Regions from separate parts of the Mus musculus genome. Here all the other regions are linked to region 1. The links are chromatin contacts, called in public Hi-C, Micro-C and promoter capture Hi-C maps. All regions are on one chromosome and are shown on one strand. Each heading gives the region's core, a stretch centred on a gene start, on an enhancer-like site or on the middle of the called end of the contact. The rest is flanking DNA. Distances are from core to core; before and after follow the strand shown.

Region 1 (2,700 bases), core at 92-2,591:
ATGTGTATTGGGCCAGCCATGCAATGGAGATCAACGAACCCTTTCAAAAGGCATGCCAGCAAAAGAGCATATGACACACATGAATACATCAAGGCTAGGAGGAGGAAGTCACTATGTCCTCACAGACAAGCTGAGGATATGACCAGCTATTTCTTACCAGGTGATATAAAACATATTGACAAGTCAATATGTCTGGCCCAGCCCTGGCAATATAAGACATATTGATAAGACAAGAGCAGCATGTTTGTTAGATACTGAGTGCTCTTCTAAGTGCTTTTCTTGGCATTAACATAATTTTGTTTTCAAATACTAGGAAACAAGGTCTTGCCATATAAACTGGCTCTTAACTGTAGCAATCTCCTGCCTCAGTGTCCTGAGTGCTGGTATACACTACTATATGCAACATCACACACCACTCTTTCCTCGCATTCATTCATATATATATACATATATATATATATGAATCAATTAATTAATTAATTTTGTTACATCGTAGACAGGGTCTCATGTAGCCTAAGCTGTTTTTGAACCAATCTTTCTGACTCAACCTCCTGAGTGCTGAGATTACAAGTATGTGTCATCACATCTGACTCTAGATGCTTCAGTCCCAACTATGTACGCAGGCACTAGACTTTGAGTTTTAAAAGGACCAGGACCGGTGTGCACCACTCTACAGTCTATGCTGGGCAAAGCAGCAGAGGCCAATCAATAGTTAACTGTTTCCGGGTGGACGGGTGGAGGGTCGTGATATAATCAACAGTTGTAATATGCCAGAGAGCATCTCGGAGCTACTGTTGCTTTAGTTTCTCTATCAGAAAACCTTCTCTGGTCTTCTCCCTGTAGTCTCTCTCCTTGTTACTCACTGTCATATCTTTAATGTGTAACTGTCTCCTTCCTCTAGACTGTAAGCTTCACGAGAGCAGAGCCTCGTCTGTCCTGCTCTTTGTACCCTCTGCGCCTAGGTCTGTACTAGGCACGTGGCTGTCGATCAACAAATACATGCTGAACAAATGAATGAACATGGAGGAAACTGAAGCTTGGGAGAAGGTGGTGGGGACCGGGGATCGTCCCAGGTCTCTCTAGGACCAAGCCTTAAAATGAACCGGAACTCCAGGCTCTGGTTCTCCAAGTGGGGGGAATCACAGCGGCTGGGGCAGTGTAAGCCTGGCTCCGCCGCGAAGCCCGTGGGCTGGAGGGTGCCGAGGGCGCCCGAAGCACGGTCCTGGCTCCTCCCGAGCACCACCGGTGGGGCCCCGGCACGTACTTACCTCCCCGGCTCCACACCCGAGATGTTCAGCTGCAAAACACCACAGCTTCCACAGATCCAGCACTTCCGGGGTCAAACTGCGATTCCGTAGGCGCAGAAAGGAAGCCAACCTGCTCTGCCTGGCCCCGCCCCCGGCGCCAACTGTGGAGGTGGGGAATGCCACGGCCACGCCCCACAGAGACGACCCCGCCCCCTGGAGGCGCAGGAATTTGACCCTGACCACTCCCTCTTGGTGGCCACCCTCCTGGGTTAAGGCAATCCAGTTTGGGAAGCTCTCAGAAATCCAGGCTTCCACCCTACTCAGTTACCAGTTTTCAAATTTAATCCAGAGAAGTTTGAACGAGTCAAAATCACAAATGTGACGTTGAGAGAGCAGAGGAAGGCAGATGAGCTCGTATAGTTCACTTACCGAACGCTCTAAAACAGTTAAAAATGTGTAGTTATGGCTTTTGATGGTGGTTACTTCTTAGGTTAGTAAACAGGAAGATCCCACAAATGAAAATGGAGGTCTTCATCTTGGCGGTGGCCACATACACAGACGGACAGATGGGTTTACTTAGGCAGACTTAGCAAATTGTACACTTAAGATTTGTCCATGTATTTAGCCGGGTACACTGTAGGCAAGCTGACCCAAAACTCACTGTGTAACTCAGTATAGCTTGGAACTGATGACTATCCTCCTGCTTCAGCCTCGCAGATGCTGGAGTTAAAAGTGTCTACCACATGTTGTTTAAATCAGAAAGGCTGAGTATAGCTATTTTAAGAACAGGATACATTTTTTCCAAAGAAATGTCTCAGATGGTGAAGAGCTAGTGGCTCCCAAGGCTGGATAAGGATCATCACAGAAAACTAGTGGGTAATAGCCAGCTGCTGCTGCTGGTGCAGCCTGTAATTCTAGCCCTTGGGAGGCTGAGGAATGACTGAGGGTTCCAGGACAGCCAGGGCTATACTGTGGAAGGGCTCACATTGTCAGGAAAACAAGCAAATAGTTGTGAAGTAATGGGAGAGATGTTAAGCGGCTGAATTAGTGGGTAGATGGGCTCTAAACCAGAAATGGGAGGAGTGTGCTAATTGGTTATATTTCACCACGAAAAAAGTTCTCACAGACTTTGCAGCTTATTACAAAACAGCCCACATTTTCTTTGATTAAGAATCTAAACCTGACTGGGTGGTGGTGGCACAGGACTTTAATCCCAGCACTAGGGAGGCAGAGGCAGGCTTATCTCTGTGAGTTCAAGGCTAGCCTGGTCTACAAAGTTAGTTCCAGAACAGCCAGGGCTGTTACACAGAAACTCTGTTTTGAAAAACAATAAATAAACAACGGATCTAGGCATGACTTAGCAAGTCCTGTTTACATCTGAGTGTCCCACAAGACTTCAATCAAGGTATCAGCCAGGGTTGGAGTCCCAGCTGAAGGTCCAAAAAGAATTTGC
Region 2 (2,700 bases), core at 38-2,537, 420 kb after region 1:
TTTCCCCGGTCCCAGTCCTGAACAGGGACAAGGGCCAGGGTAGCTGTTGTTCACTCAGACTCAGCCAGGAGGCCCTGGACCCTGCTCTGGGCTTGCTGCCTGCCCCTGCATTCCTTCCCTAACTCTCAGCCGCCTAGGCTTCCCAAGCCAGTAAGGGAGGGGCTGCTTTCCACTGGGGAGACAAGTCCAAGAAGAAATAATGTTCAGGGTAAAACAGCTGCAGGAACCCCTTTATTTTCCCCTAAAACTGTGAGACACCATGGCCACCTGTGCTGGCCTGGGACTCATATTCAGCTCCGTGTGGGTTTTACGTTTATAAAACTCTCACAAATTTTGTCAAACGGTCACGACTCCATCCCACACAGTACTTCAGTGAGTGATGGAAGGTTTGAACCCGGACCTATATTCCTTTGGGGTCTAAGCTCTCTGGGAAGCTGGATCCCTAAACTTAGTAAGAATACTGCTTAGAGGCAAACAAGGAACCAGTTCCGACCTTTAAAGCCCTCCTCATCCACCATGAGAGTGTAATCTTCCGGAGTCTCAGTCAGGCTGAAGAACTTGCACCTAGGAGGAGGGAAGGGGTGGGAAGACTTTCAGCCTAGAGTGAATGGAATGGAGACAGCAAATGAAGTCTGCTCCAGCAGCACTAAAGGACCCCCCACCAGGAGCCTTCCGGACCCGCACTCGGGCCTCACTCTCTTCCTTGGATCAATGAGTCTAGATCCCATATTTGGGATCTCCCCTCCATTCCACAGAAGTGGAAGGCTTTGGGTCCCCCTGGACAACTCTCAAAAGTTAACGTGAGGAGACTAGAAAGGGGCTACAGCCTGCCAAGGAACACATGCCCCCACTACACTGCCTACTCCAGGCAGTTTGCACCTTGACAAGCCCTGGGAGCGGGGCCCTCCGGGCCGGATAGGCGGCGTCGCAGAAAGGGTAAGGCCCAGGCTGGATGATGGCCAGAGTGGCTAGCGTCCCCACCCGGTACCCGCTGCTTCGCGGCGACTCTAGTCCTCCGCCCCTGGCCCAGAGGGGCAGAGGAGCCTCCACCCGCCCGACCTGCGCTCGTGAACCCGGGTGCGCACCGACTGCGACAGGGCAGGAAGAGCAGCTTGATGAGCGGGTGGGTGTAGAGCCAGAGGCCCGGACGGGCAATGCTCAGTACTCGCACCCGGTGCTCTAGGATGTGAAGTTCCATCGCAGATACGGCAGCCCCGGCCTGGCCGCCAGCGAGACCTAGGCAGGAGGCGATGCGGTGGCGCCGGGCTTAAAGAAGCACCGCCCGCTACCGGTCCGCCCAGCCAGGGATCCACACTTCGGCGGCCACGCCCCACAGCCACTGTGAAGTGGCCACGCCTCCTCCTGAGCCCTGCCTACCGGGCGCTGCGGGCTGCCTTCAAACTCTGCCAAAGCCACTCTTCTAGCCCTCACCCATCTGAGTCCTTCAAGGACACGCCCCAGACACGCCCTTTCCGCTGGACGCCCGCTGTGTTGGGTTTGGGAACGTGCTGGAAGCTCCTGGTCCCCTCCCTGTCTATCCTCCAGGCTCGCACGTGGGCTTTATGGTTAAAGCCACTAAAACGCAGAGCCTGGCGGTGGTAAGTGTGTATCTTTAATCCCAGCACTAGGGAGGCAGAGGCAGGCAGATCTCTGTGAGTTCGAGGCCAGACTAGTCTACAGAGTGACTTCCAGGACAGCTAGAACTACACAGAAAAACCCTGTCTGGACTGTAGGAAGGCTGGAAGCCGGGCTGGAGCTCTGTTGGGGCCAGAGCTGTCCATAAATCTCCGGAGTGGGGAGGTTAGGCTGGAGACCCGCGGAACAGCTGAGTTGGAGCCTATCTTCCTTTTATTGCCGGGGGTAGGGGGCAGGGACTGCAGAGCTGACAAGGACAGTAAGGACTAAAGATCCCTAAGAATGGGGTGCCCAAGGTTGGTTTGATAGTACTGCAACCCTATCTTGTTGTTGTTTCGACCAGCAAAACCTGGCCGGTGTGGCAGTTTTTAGTCAAACAACTTCTGAAATAGAATGCTCCCCACTGAGGGGAGGAACCGAAAAAGGGTCCTCCTCTCCTGTCTAAGCAACATACTATGGACTCTGAATCTTTTTTTAAATTTTATTTATTATATGTAAGTATACTGTGTCTTCAGGCACACCAGAAGAGGGTATCAGATCTCATTTCGGATGGTTGTGAACCACGTGGTTGCTGGGATTTGAACTCGGGACCTTCGGAAGAGCAGTCAGTGCTCTTAACTGCTGAGCCATCTCTCCAGCCCTTACCCCTAGATTCTGAATCTTATTCCAGGGACAACCCTAAGTACCTGAAGTGAGAATGCCCAGGGCTCAGACACTGAGGGGACAGGCCATAGTATTTGAGGTTCCCTGGGTATCAAACCAGAGACCTCCCTGTTGAAGTTTTCTTAAAGCGTCTCATCATTTGCAGAACTCAACTGGCCTGAACACATCTAAATTAGCTACAGATCCAAGAAGGCCCCTAAGCACTGGCAGACACCCCAGTGATCAAGGTTTAAGAAAACCCCAAGGCTGAGCAGAAACGAGCAAGCACAGGTTGATTTCACGGCAGGATGGGGCATGCTCCAAAGGGCCCTTGTTTGGCCCAGACACTCGGCTTCAGGTTGGAGGCTTTAAACAAGGTAGTTTAAAGCAGGCCTTGGGTGTGATCAAGACCCAACAGGCCCA
Region 3 (2,700 bases), core at 169-2,668, 340 kb after region 1:
ACTGGAGTTGCACAAGGGATTTAGAATGTGTCTTTTACTGTAAATGAGGCTTCTGGTTAGAGTCCTAGAAAATTGTAGGCTTCTAGCTGGGAAGGGGGAATGACCTTAAGCAAATGTTGCTAATGGTGCTGGAGTTCTTGATCCTTAGTTGGTGAGGAGCTTAAGCCTGGGTGAGGGGCTCCTTCCTCCTCCCACGTCACCATCATTTTCTCTATCTTCCTGTCCTTCTTGGTACCCAAGGGGGTTGGAACATCAAGGTATGGGCAGGGGTGCACGCGGCCTTACAATTTCTAAAGTTCTTTAACGTGGGGACCACATCTCAGTAAGTATTGGACACTCAGCTCATGATGAGATGAAAGCGACCATGCCATGAAGGATCTTCTTTCCGGGATGAGACATAGTCATGAGAACTGTTTTCAGCTTGGCTGCAGGCCTGTGGAGACACATAATGTCCACCTTCACATAATCACAGGGCTTTCCTGGTATACCTCTTCAGTATCGTTCCGGGGATGGCATTCAGGGGGAAGTTGGGATTGGCTCAAAATACTTTTGGCTCAAAGACTCAAAGGATCTCTGAACTGTGGCTGTCTAGCTCGGCCGTGTACCCGGAGCAGTAGTGAGTGACCTCACTCTTCACTCATCTGACAAATATGTACAAGGCCTATTGTGTGCCAAGTGGCAGACCCGGGGCAGGGACTGAGACAATGGCAGACACCTGAGAGCTGCAGCCTGGCCTTCAGGAAGCCTGCTGGTGGCTCCTCCGAAAAGGTCTTGCAGCTGGCTAGGCACGTGCTGCAGGGCTTCAGAGTTGACACGCAAGATCTTCATGATCCCTAAGGAGTCAATGAAGAAATGTGTCAATGAAAAAAGAATCCAGGGTGAAGAGAGGGAGAATGTTTTAAACCCAGATTTAAGCGAACACAGCCTTGCCTTGGCAGATCACACGCACAAGAGCGGGCTCCCTCACACTATCACACAAGCCGGACCCTCAGCAGAGAATTTTTATCTGCAGAAGTGTCAGCTTCTAGCCTCCTGCTTCCAATTACAGTGTTCTAGCCTTACCCCACCCACCCTGTACTCCACAAACAAACAGCTTAGACCCGCCGCCGCTGCTGCTGTTGCTGCGGCTGGAACCTCCTCCACTTAGATATCAAATCCCTCTCCTAAATTGCAGCAGACAAAATAGCTGAAGTCCTAGGTGTTTCCCCTCTGCCCAGGACACCCAGCCAGGGAAAGCAAATTGAGAAGCCTAAATCAAAGGTTTTCAACAGAGCCAGGCCCCAGGGTGGGAGGGAGAGGCCTCTGCTTTCAGCTCTCAGCCTCTGCTGTTACTTCTTGAGCCAAAACAAAGCCGGTCCCAGGGAAGTTAATCTGCCCTGGATAGAACAGGGCCACTCCCTGAGGTACAGAGCCAGCTGTGGGCCCAGAGCAACCAGGCCCAGGAAGCTGGGCCTGATGAGGCTGTGGGCCTAAGAGGGAGTGGCTACCACTAAGGACTGGATCTGCATCTGCATGCTTGCCTGCTGCCTCTTGATTGATTGTAAAGATAAGTGTGTTTTAAAAGATTTATGGGGGCAGGGCGTGGTGATGCACACCTTTAATCCCTGAACTGGGGAGGCAGAGACAGGTGGATCTCTGAGAGTTTCGAGGCTAGCCTGATCTACATAGTTTCCGGACAGACAGGGCTACACAGTAAAACAAGACAAAACAAACAAACAAGCAAAAAAACCAAAACAAAACCAAAATTGGGGCTGGAGGCCCACCTCCCACGGGAATGCACTGGCATACACAAAACCCTAGATTGGAGTTCCAGTGTAACACAAACTAGACATCTGGGCACGGTAGCACTTGCCTCTAGTCCACGGGGTAGAGGACAGAGGCAGAGGATAGGAAGTTCAAGGTCATCCCAAAGCCAAGGGTAGCCTAGGCTATACAAGATCCTGTCAAATATTTACCCTCATACTCTTAGGCACACGTGTACACACACACATACACACACACACACACTTTAACACACATGAACCTTTACACTTATGAAAACACACTCTCGCACATGCACACCCATCCTTCCTAACACAGATGCCTTTCTGGGTTTGTGTTGGATTTGTCAAGAGATGAAACAGTCCCTTGGTATGTCCCATGTGCACCGTACCAAGCTGTACCCTGGTTTTCACACATCCCTGGTAGCTCTTCTCTCCAGGAGCCTTATGAGGCTCTGTGAAACAACAACATGACCTACCCTTTGATGACCACACAGAGCCCAGGACTTTGCACAGGACTAACTTCTGTTTAAAGCTGACAGTCAGGCTGGAGAGATGGCTCAGTGGTTAAGAGCACTGACTCCTCTTCCAGAGGACCTGGGTTCAATTCCCAGCAACTACATGGTGGCTCACAACCATCTGCAATAGAATCCAGCACCCTCTTCTGGTGTGTCTGAAGTCTGAAGACAGCAACAGTGTACTCACATACATAAAATAAATCTTAAAAAAAAAAAAGCTGACAGTCTGTCTCACATAGACTGTACAGGTCAGCCGACACTGGTACAGAACAGGTCTCTAGCCACCCATTGTGGAGAAAACACAGACAACAGCTGAGTCTCAGATTCTCGGTCAGAAAAAGAGGCGAGGGCACCTGCCTCCCAGAGTCTGGGTCAGTCGGTGAAGCTCCACACGCGGGGAGGGAACTTGTTCTGTTTTGCTG
Region 4 (2,700 bases), core at 177-2,676, 400 kb after region 1:
AGCCTCCAGCATCCCTGTCCTGACTTTATGGCATAACGAACAGACAAGAGAGTCCTCTATAAGATATCTGGCCTCATACAAGGGTTAGCTCTGTCCTAAGACTGACAGGTTAAGTTCCTGACTACTTTATAGACCTTAACATTCCCTGTAGGCAGAATAGAGTTGACCAGGGGTCTGTCCTGAGGTGCAGCCCCAGGGCAGCAGGTCACCTAAGCTCTTTTCACAGAGCCAGAAAAAGCACCTCTCCACTCACTGGGCCAGCCAGTGCTGACGGCCATTCTGCTGAAAGGTGAGCAAGATGCGAGAGGAAAGCCTGTCCAGGTCACCCATGCTCAGCACTCGCCCTGCCCTTCCTGCCACCGACACACGAACCCCTAACACACGCACACACCAGGACTGCTGGGAGCCCAGGAGAAGGTTGTAGGGGTGAGGGCAGATGATCATAGTTCCAGCTCGCAGGCCCCCACCCTCACAGGCACCGGCAGCCACGTGGTCGGAAGGGGCCTGTGGTGCAATGGCCCGGAAGGCTACGACACCATCCTTCCCTTCCTACAAACCAACCAGCCCCACCCCACCCCACCCCCTCGCCCCTGGGGAGGGCCTGTAGCCCAGGCGTGCCAACCACAAGTCCCCTCCCCATCTTCCCCCGTGTCTGCAGCTACACTGCCAGTGAGGGTCCACAGCGAGCTTGTAACAGGTGCACATGGACCAGTGCCTGTGGGGGTGTGCCCGTAGACCTAGGTGAGGCACTGCAGTACCTGCCCCGGTCACCGGGGGTTCTGGTCTGCAGGTGAGACTTCCTACCTTACTGAGAGGGAGGACCTGTTCCCACATAGATGGCTCTGCTTGCCTGTCCCCGTGTGGGTGTGGCTGTATGAGTGGCGGGATGATCTAAGGACCTCTGGCTTGGCTGACTTTGCATCTGCCCCAGACCCCGAGAATTGAATCAGAGCAAGAAGTGAGCCCCTTGCTCCATTTCCGCGCAGATCTGGAACTTCCTTCTCTGCTCATCCCCTACCTGCCTTGGGCTTCTCCAGACTCTTCTCACTCTTTCTCCTCTTCCCTCATGCCCTGGTCCCCGGCATGGTCTCTCTCACGCCTCCCTCTGGAATACCTTCCAGAAATACTACGTTTCCACCTGTGGCTATGCTGGGGTCTCAGTGGATCCCTGCCCTACTAGTTCTCCCTCTCGTCCACATCCTTCACTTGATCTACAGCTCCCAAGGGCAGAGGGTGCCTACAGCAGCCAGTTGGCCCAGCTGCGCCCTGGGATGGTAGAAAGGAAGGAAGTACTTACTGAGCAGTGTTCTTAGAAGCCGTGTCTGCATACTGGGTCCTGGTACTCTGGCCCGTGCCTCTCAGGGGTGACACAGCTTGGCTGGGTGTCCTGCAGGCTGGCAGCCACTTTATGCCCGACGGGGCGATTGGCCAACATCTCGTGAGGTGGGTGGGGAGGGGGAGGGGGAAGGGCAGGCCTTCTGGGAACATGACCCCAAAAACCAAAGTCTCCCCAGGCGGCCAATGGGCGCCATGCGCCATGACATGCCCGCTCCTCCTCCCGTTTTCTTCGAATTCGTTCTTCGAGGTCAGCCCCACGCCCAAGGATGATGTAAACCGCAGCCTCAGCCTTCTTGGGGTGAGCGGGCAGCACGGGGGTCCGTATCATCTTCAGGGATCAGTCCAGGGGTCAGAGCACGACTTGCAAGGGAGGCCACCCCTGGTCCAGAAACTACCAACCTCCTAGGACACGAAGGTTTAGGGCTAAAGGGAGCCAGACATCTTCCTTGTTGAGTGCCCTTCCCACCCTCTCGCTTGGGCTGTCGGGACATCTGTGAGCGGAAACCACCAGGCTCTGGGCACAGAGCCAGACTTGGGCCCCAAAGATTGTGCCTCTAATCCCAGGTCAGCATCTTCTAGCCCAACTCATTTCCATTGTCTCTATTAACTGTCCTCGCCCAGCCTTCCCAATCCCAGATCCTCTCTCTGTAGACAGGGTCCTTTAGGACCCTTGGAGCAAGAGAAATTAGAGAACGGGTTCAAAGCTTGTGACACGCTGTGTCGCTGTGTTGTCTGAGGCAAGTCACTCAGCTACTTTGAGCCCCACCTGAGAAAGCGAGAGAGAAAAGCACTCCTTGGTTCACCCCTCAAGGTCACTGCCAACATGGACATAAAAGGCAAAAAAGCCTTTGAAGAAAAAAGAAAAGACTAGGCTTGAATTCCAAGTACTGGTTTTCAGGGGATGGGATGGAGGGGGCGGGGGAGACCGGGAAGCTGTGAGCTCAGAGGGGAAGCTGGAGGGAGGGGTGGGGGAGCTGCGACAGTTGGACACAAGGTTTCACTTTCTCTGAAAGATAGCGATCCATCATGGGTGGGTCTTCTGCTTCTCCGCACTGAGGGACTGAGGCCCAGGCTGAGCCAGATCCACAGGCCATGCTTGGAAGCCACAGCACATCTGCCAAGCTAGAATGAGCATCCTTAGGCTGTACCTGCTGTTGGCCCTCATATATTCATTCAACAACCCCCCCACTCCCTATCCAGGAGGCGACTGTGCCCCCATCCACATATTCTCTGCACCTAGCAGAGTGTCCCCCTTGTTAGCAACTCCCCAGTACAGTCTAGACTAGATCCTTCTGAAGTCTTCATTTCCTCCTACTGAATTTCTTACCTCTGCCCACTCCAGGGTGCTGTTCCCTAGGGCCC
Region 5 (2,700 bases), core at 106-2,605, 380 kb after region 1:
AGTAGGTGGGTGGGGCTGGATAACTGGATTTGAGGAAGTGAGTGGGTGTCTGGGGTGCAGGATGGGGGTGGGCAGAGGCCATTCACCAACACAAGGGAAGAAGGCTCCTCTTGGGGGCTTCCAGAGCTTTGTCCTAATATCTGCAAGGTGTAGCCCAAAAGACTGGCCACAAGGAGGTGCCAGAACCACATTCAGTGGTCAATGGGGCACAGCCTTGCCATGGCTCTGGGGGAGGGGGCAGTGGCCTTTTCCTGGTCCTGCTACCTGCTCCCACCTTGTCCTGACAGTTCTTCCAGGTGGGGATCAGACTGTCAACTTCGCAGGGGGCCACGGTGACCCAGAGAAGGAAAATGAACTGCCCAAATTCACACAGCAAGAGGCAAGAATCAAAGCAAACTAAACCACTTGGTTGTACAGACTAGTCCCAGGCTCCCCTTACTGTCCTGTCCCGGCATGGCATGACATGGACAGGATCCTGGGAACAATGTCCCCTCCTTTTGTCAGCCCCCTAGCAGGTTTGGAGGAACACTGACAAATTAGAGGTAAGAGCCTCTTGGAATTTTGGATGCCAAGCACCCAACGCAGGGGGCTCTTGCACAGACTTGGTTTTTGTTTTTCTCTCTTTGTCACTGTCCTGGAGCTCGGATGCGGGGGGGACGAAGACCGGCCAAGCTCCGATCTGGCCCAAGGTCAAAGGCAGAGGAGTAATGACCTTGGCTGATCAAGTTCCCCAGAGCACCCATGATGGTCCCCGTGGACTGCTGCAGCCCATTTTGAATGGACAGGGACGGCCCTCCACTGCTCCATCTACCGGAGGGTAAATGAGGCCTCTGCAAGCTCAGAACTCTAGAAAAAGAAAAGGGATTTGAGTCCCCTGGGGATGCAGAAATCATGACTGCCTTTAGAATCAGGCTGACCCTACCACGATGGCACAATGCAAGCCTGGAATCCATGTGCTCTCTCCACTGCCCTTTACCCATCCTGTGAACTTTAACCCACGGGACACTTCCACAGCTGGTCTCTCCAGCTTTGCTTGGCCATCCTCCAAGAGAGACTTCCAAGCCTGACTTACAATGCATCCATTACAGACAGGGAGAGCGAATGCTGGAGGGTTGTGTGGGCCAGCAGGTGCCCCTGATCCACAGGGGAGCAACTGATGGACCATCTACCCTCCTGGGGATAAGTGTGGGGTGCAGCAGTGCCCCTCCGCCCTGCCCCCTCAAGGGAATCCTACCGTGGTCTCGCAGCCCTCCACAGTCTGCACAGTTGTCCAGTCTTCAGGGTGACACCATCGTTGTTGGGCCCCTCTGCTTCCCTCTCCTCCTGAGGCTCCTCTGGCGTTGGCTCCTCACCCTGCCCCCCACCTGACTTCCGTCTGAAGTTGGTGGCCTGAGGCTCCCCCCACTTCCACCCCACCCCCAAGCTGAGGACCAGAGAGGTAGAGCACCCACACCACAGATGGAGCCTGACACGGTGGTGGGAAAGGTGTTGTTAGAAGGAGAAGCAGGGCTGGGTGTGGGGAGGGGGCGTCCCTGTACTTGATGCCCCTGGGCTGCGTGGCAAAGCCACTATGGCCTGAGTCACAGCTGACTGGGCCGCGCCTAGCCTGTCTGGGTGACCCAAGCCAGCATAAGGCAATGACTGGGCAGCTCTCCTCATGACCAGCTGGGGTCAACCTTAGGTGTTTTGACTCAGACCTGCCACAGGCTGTGTGCACAGCTACCATCCTCTGTCTCTGTCCCAAGAGCCACAGGCCTATAGCTGCCCCTGTCCCAGCCCCCACCTCATAACCCGGGGAGCTACCTGGCCCTTCTGATCTGCAATCAGCCCCAGGCTTCAGGGCCCCACCTGCTGTGGGACCTTCGTCCCTCCCTGGACAAGCCCTGCCCTTGGGAATACTCCGGGAAGCAAGGAACTTTGTTGCCTGTGCTGCTGAGGGCCTCTTGATTCTCTGTGGACTGTGACCTTTTTCTTGGTGCTACAAGGAGTTCTGTAGACTGCCTGGGCAGGCTTGCCATGGACGGCCAGAAGATGGTTGGGGACAGGGACTAAGAGAGGAGAGATACAGAAAAGAAAAAAGAAAAAAAAGCAATCAAGAAGGGATTAAGGAAGGGACTGAGAGAAGGAGAGAGGGAGGAAGGGAGGAAGGGAGGGAGGGAGGGAAGGGAAAGGGGGGAGGAGAGTAAAGTATAAAGAGAGGGAGAGAAGGAGGGACTGTTGACAGTTTTCAAACCTGCCTAGAGCAATATTAGTCCTACACTTTTCCCAGGAAACCCTGTTTTAGGGAAGTGGGCTCCAACAACACACAGTGCAGAGGCAAAACTGAGGCTTGGCCTATGAGTAAGATAAGGGCAGAGGTCACAATCTTTTCACCTGTAAGGTCTTCGTCTCTCACTGAAGAGAAAAATAATCACGCTAAAGTTGGGATGAAGGGGTGGAGTGCAGAAATGTCTTGGTGAACAGTACTCCCCTTTAACCTCTGTAGGGCCCAGGACACCAGGACCAGGTGAAACACTGCACACATAAAGTCATTTTAAAACTGGGGCTGGGCGGTGGCGCACACCTTTAATCCCAGCACTCAGGAAGCAGAGGCAGGTAGGTGGATCTCTGTGTTCAAGGCCAGCCTGGTCTACAGAGTGAGTTCCAGGACAGCCAGAGGAGAAACTCTGTCTCAGAAAACAGTAATAACAACAACAACAA

Evidence for each region. Promoter capture Hi-C pulls out the DNA fragments that hold promoters and counts their contacts. A called contact is a pair of places that touch in the nucleus more often than the background predicts.
Region 2: a contact with region 1 is called in a Micro-C map of embryonic stem cells, with 4 times the contacts expected there. The contact joins the promoter of Castor1 here to the promoter of Ascc2 in region 1. A contact is called at or near these places in 5 of 39 promoter capture datasets (embryonic stem cells, hippocampal neurons, neural stem cells and 1 more), 1 of 15 datasets of contacts at CTCF or cohesin (large pre-B cells), 3 of 484 Hi-C or Micro-C datasets (the Ba/F3 cell line, embryonic stem cells and reprogramming fibroblasts), 5 of 115 datasets of contacts at active chromatin or transcription factors (bone marrow-derived macrophages, embryonic stem cells and memory CD8 T cells) and 3 of 9 other capture datasets (adipose tissue, embryonic stem cells and liver).
Region 3: a contact with region 1 is called in a Hi-C map of muscle stem cells, with 2.9 times the contacts expected there. The contact joins the enhancer-like site here to the promoter of Ascc2 in region 1. A contact is called at or near these places in 6 of 39 promoter capture datasets (cranial neural crest, hematopoietic stem and progenitor cells, hippocampal neurons and 2 more), 1 of 484 Hi-C or Micro-C datasets (muscle stem cells) and 1 of 115 datasets of contacts at active chromatin or transcription factors (embryonic stem cells).
Region 4: a promoter capture Hi-C map of embryonic stem cells shows a contact between it and region 1, with 6 times the contacts expected there. The contact joins the promoter of Osm here to the promoter of Ascc2 in region 1. A contact is called at or near these places in 3 of 39 promoter capture datasets (embryonic stem cells, hematopoietic stem and progenitor cells and neural stem cells), 2 of 484 Hi-C or Micro-C datasets (the Ba/F3 cell line and CD4 T cells), 2 of 115 datasets of contacts at active chromatin or transcription factors (embryonic stem cells and memory CD8 T cells) and 1 of 9 other capture datasets (liver).
Region 5: a contact with region 1 is called in a promoter capture Hi-C map of the SN4741 cell line, with 5 times the contacts expected there. The contact joins the promoter of Lif here to the promoter of Ascc2 in region 1. A contact is called at or near these places in 10 of 39 promoter capture datasets (the C10 cell line, the HPC-7 cell line, the SN4741 cell line and 6 more), 1 of 15 datasets of contacts at CTCF or cohesin (large pre-B cells), 5 of 484 Hi-C or Micro-C datasets (CD4 T cells, embryonic stem cells and epidermal suprabasal cells), 8 of 115 datasets of contacts at active chromatin or transcription factors (bone marrow-derived macrophages, embryonic stem cells, extraembryonic endoderm stem cells and 3 more) and 2 of 9 other capture datasets (adipose tissue and macrophages).

Annotation. Positions count from the first base shown.
Region 1 is chr11:4,636,391-4,639,090 of GRCm38.p6, reverse strand. It overlaps Ascc2 (activating signal cointegrator 1 complex subunit 2), which reads right to left and starts at 1,341. Exons shown (of 20, transcript NM_029291.2): 1 at 1,269-1,341.
Region 2 is chr11:4,216,812-4,219,511 of GRCm38.p6, reverse strand. Castor1 (cytosolic arginine sensor for mTORC1 subunit 1) reads right to left here and starts at 1,287. Exons shown (of 9, transcript NM_028022.2): 1 at 1,086-1,287; 2 at 494-564. The coding sequence starts at 1,198.
Region 3 is chr11:4,301,204-4,303,903 of GRCm38.p6, reverse strand. Gm11958 (predicted gene 11958) reads right to left here. Exons shown (of 4, transcript NR_166831.1): 3 at 716-833; 4 at 1-433. Among named protein-coding and RNA genes, the nearest start is that of Gm11958, 17 kb to the right of the region's middle. Within about 2 kb of position 1,418, at least 121 of the 459 cell types and tissues checked have an H3K27ac peak or open chromatin away from gene starts, as enhancers often do. A contact at or near this core is called in embryonic stem cells and muscle stem cells, where this site is marked.
Region 4 is chr11:4,235,511-4,238,210 of GRCm38.p6, reverse strand. Osm (oncostatin M) reads right to left here and starts at 1,426. Exons shown (of 3, transcript NM_001013365.2): 1 at 1,298-1,426. The coding sequence starts at 1,328.
Region 5 is chr11:4,256,223-4,258,922 of GRCm38.p6, reverse strand. It overlaps Lif (leukemia inhibitory factor), which reads right to left and starts at 1,355. Exons shown (of 4, transcript NM_008501.2): 1 at 1,235-1,355.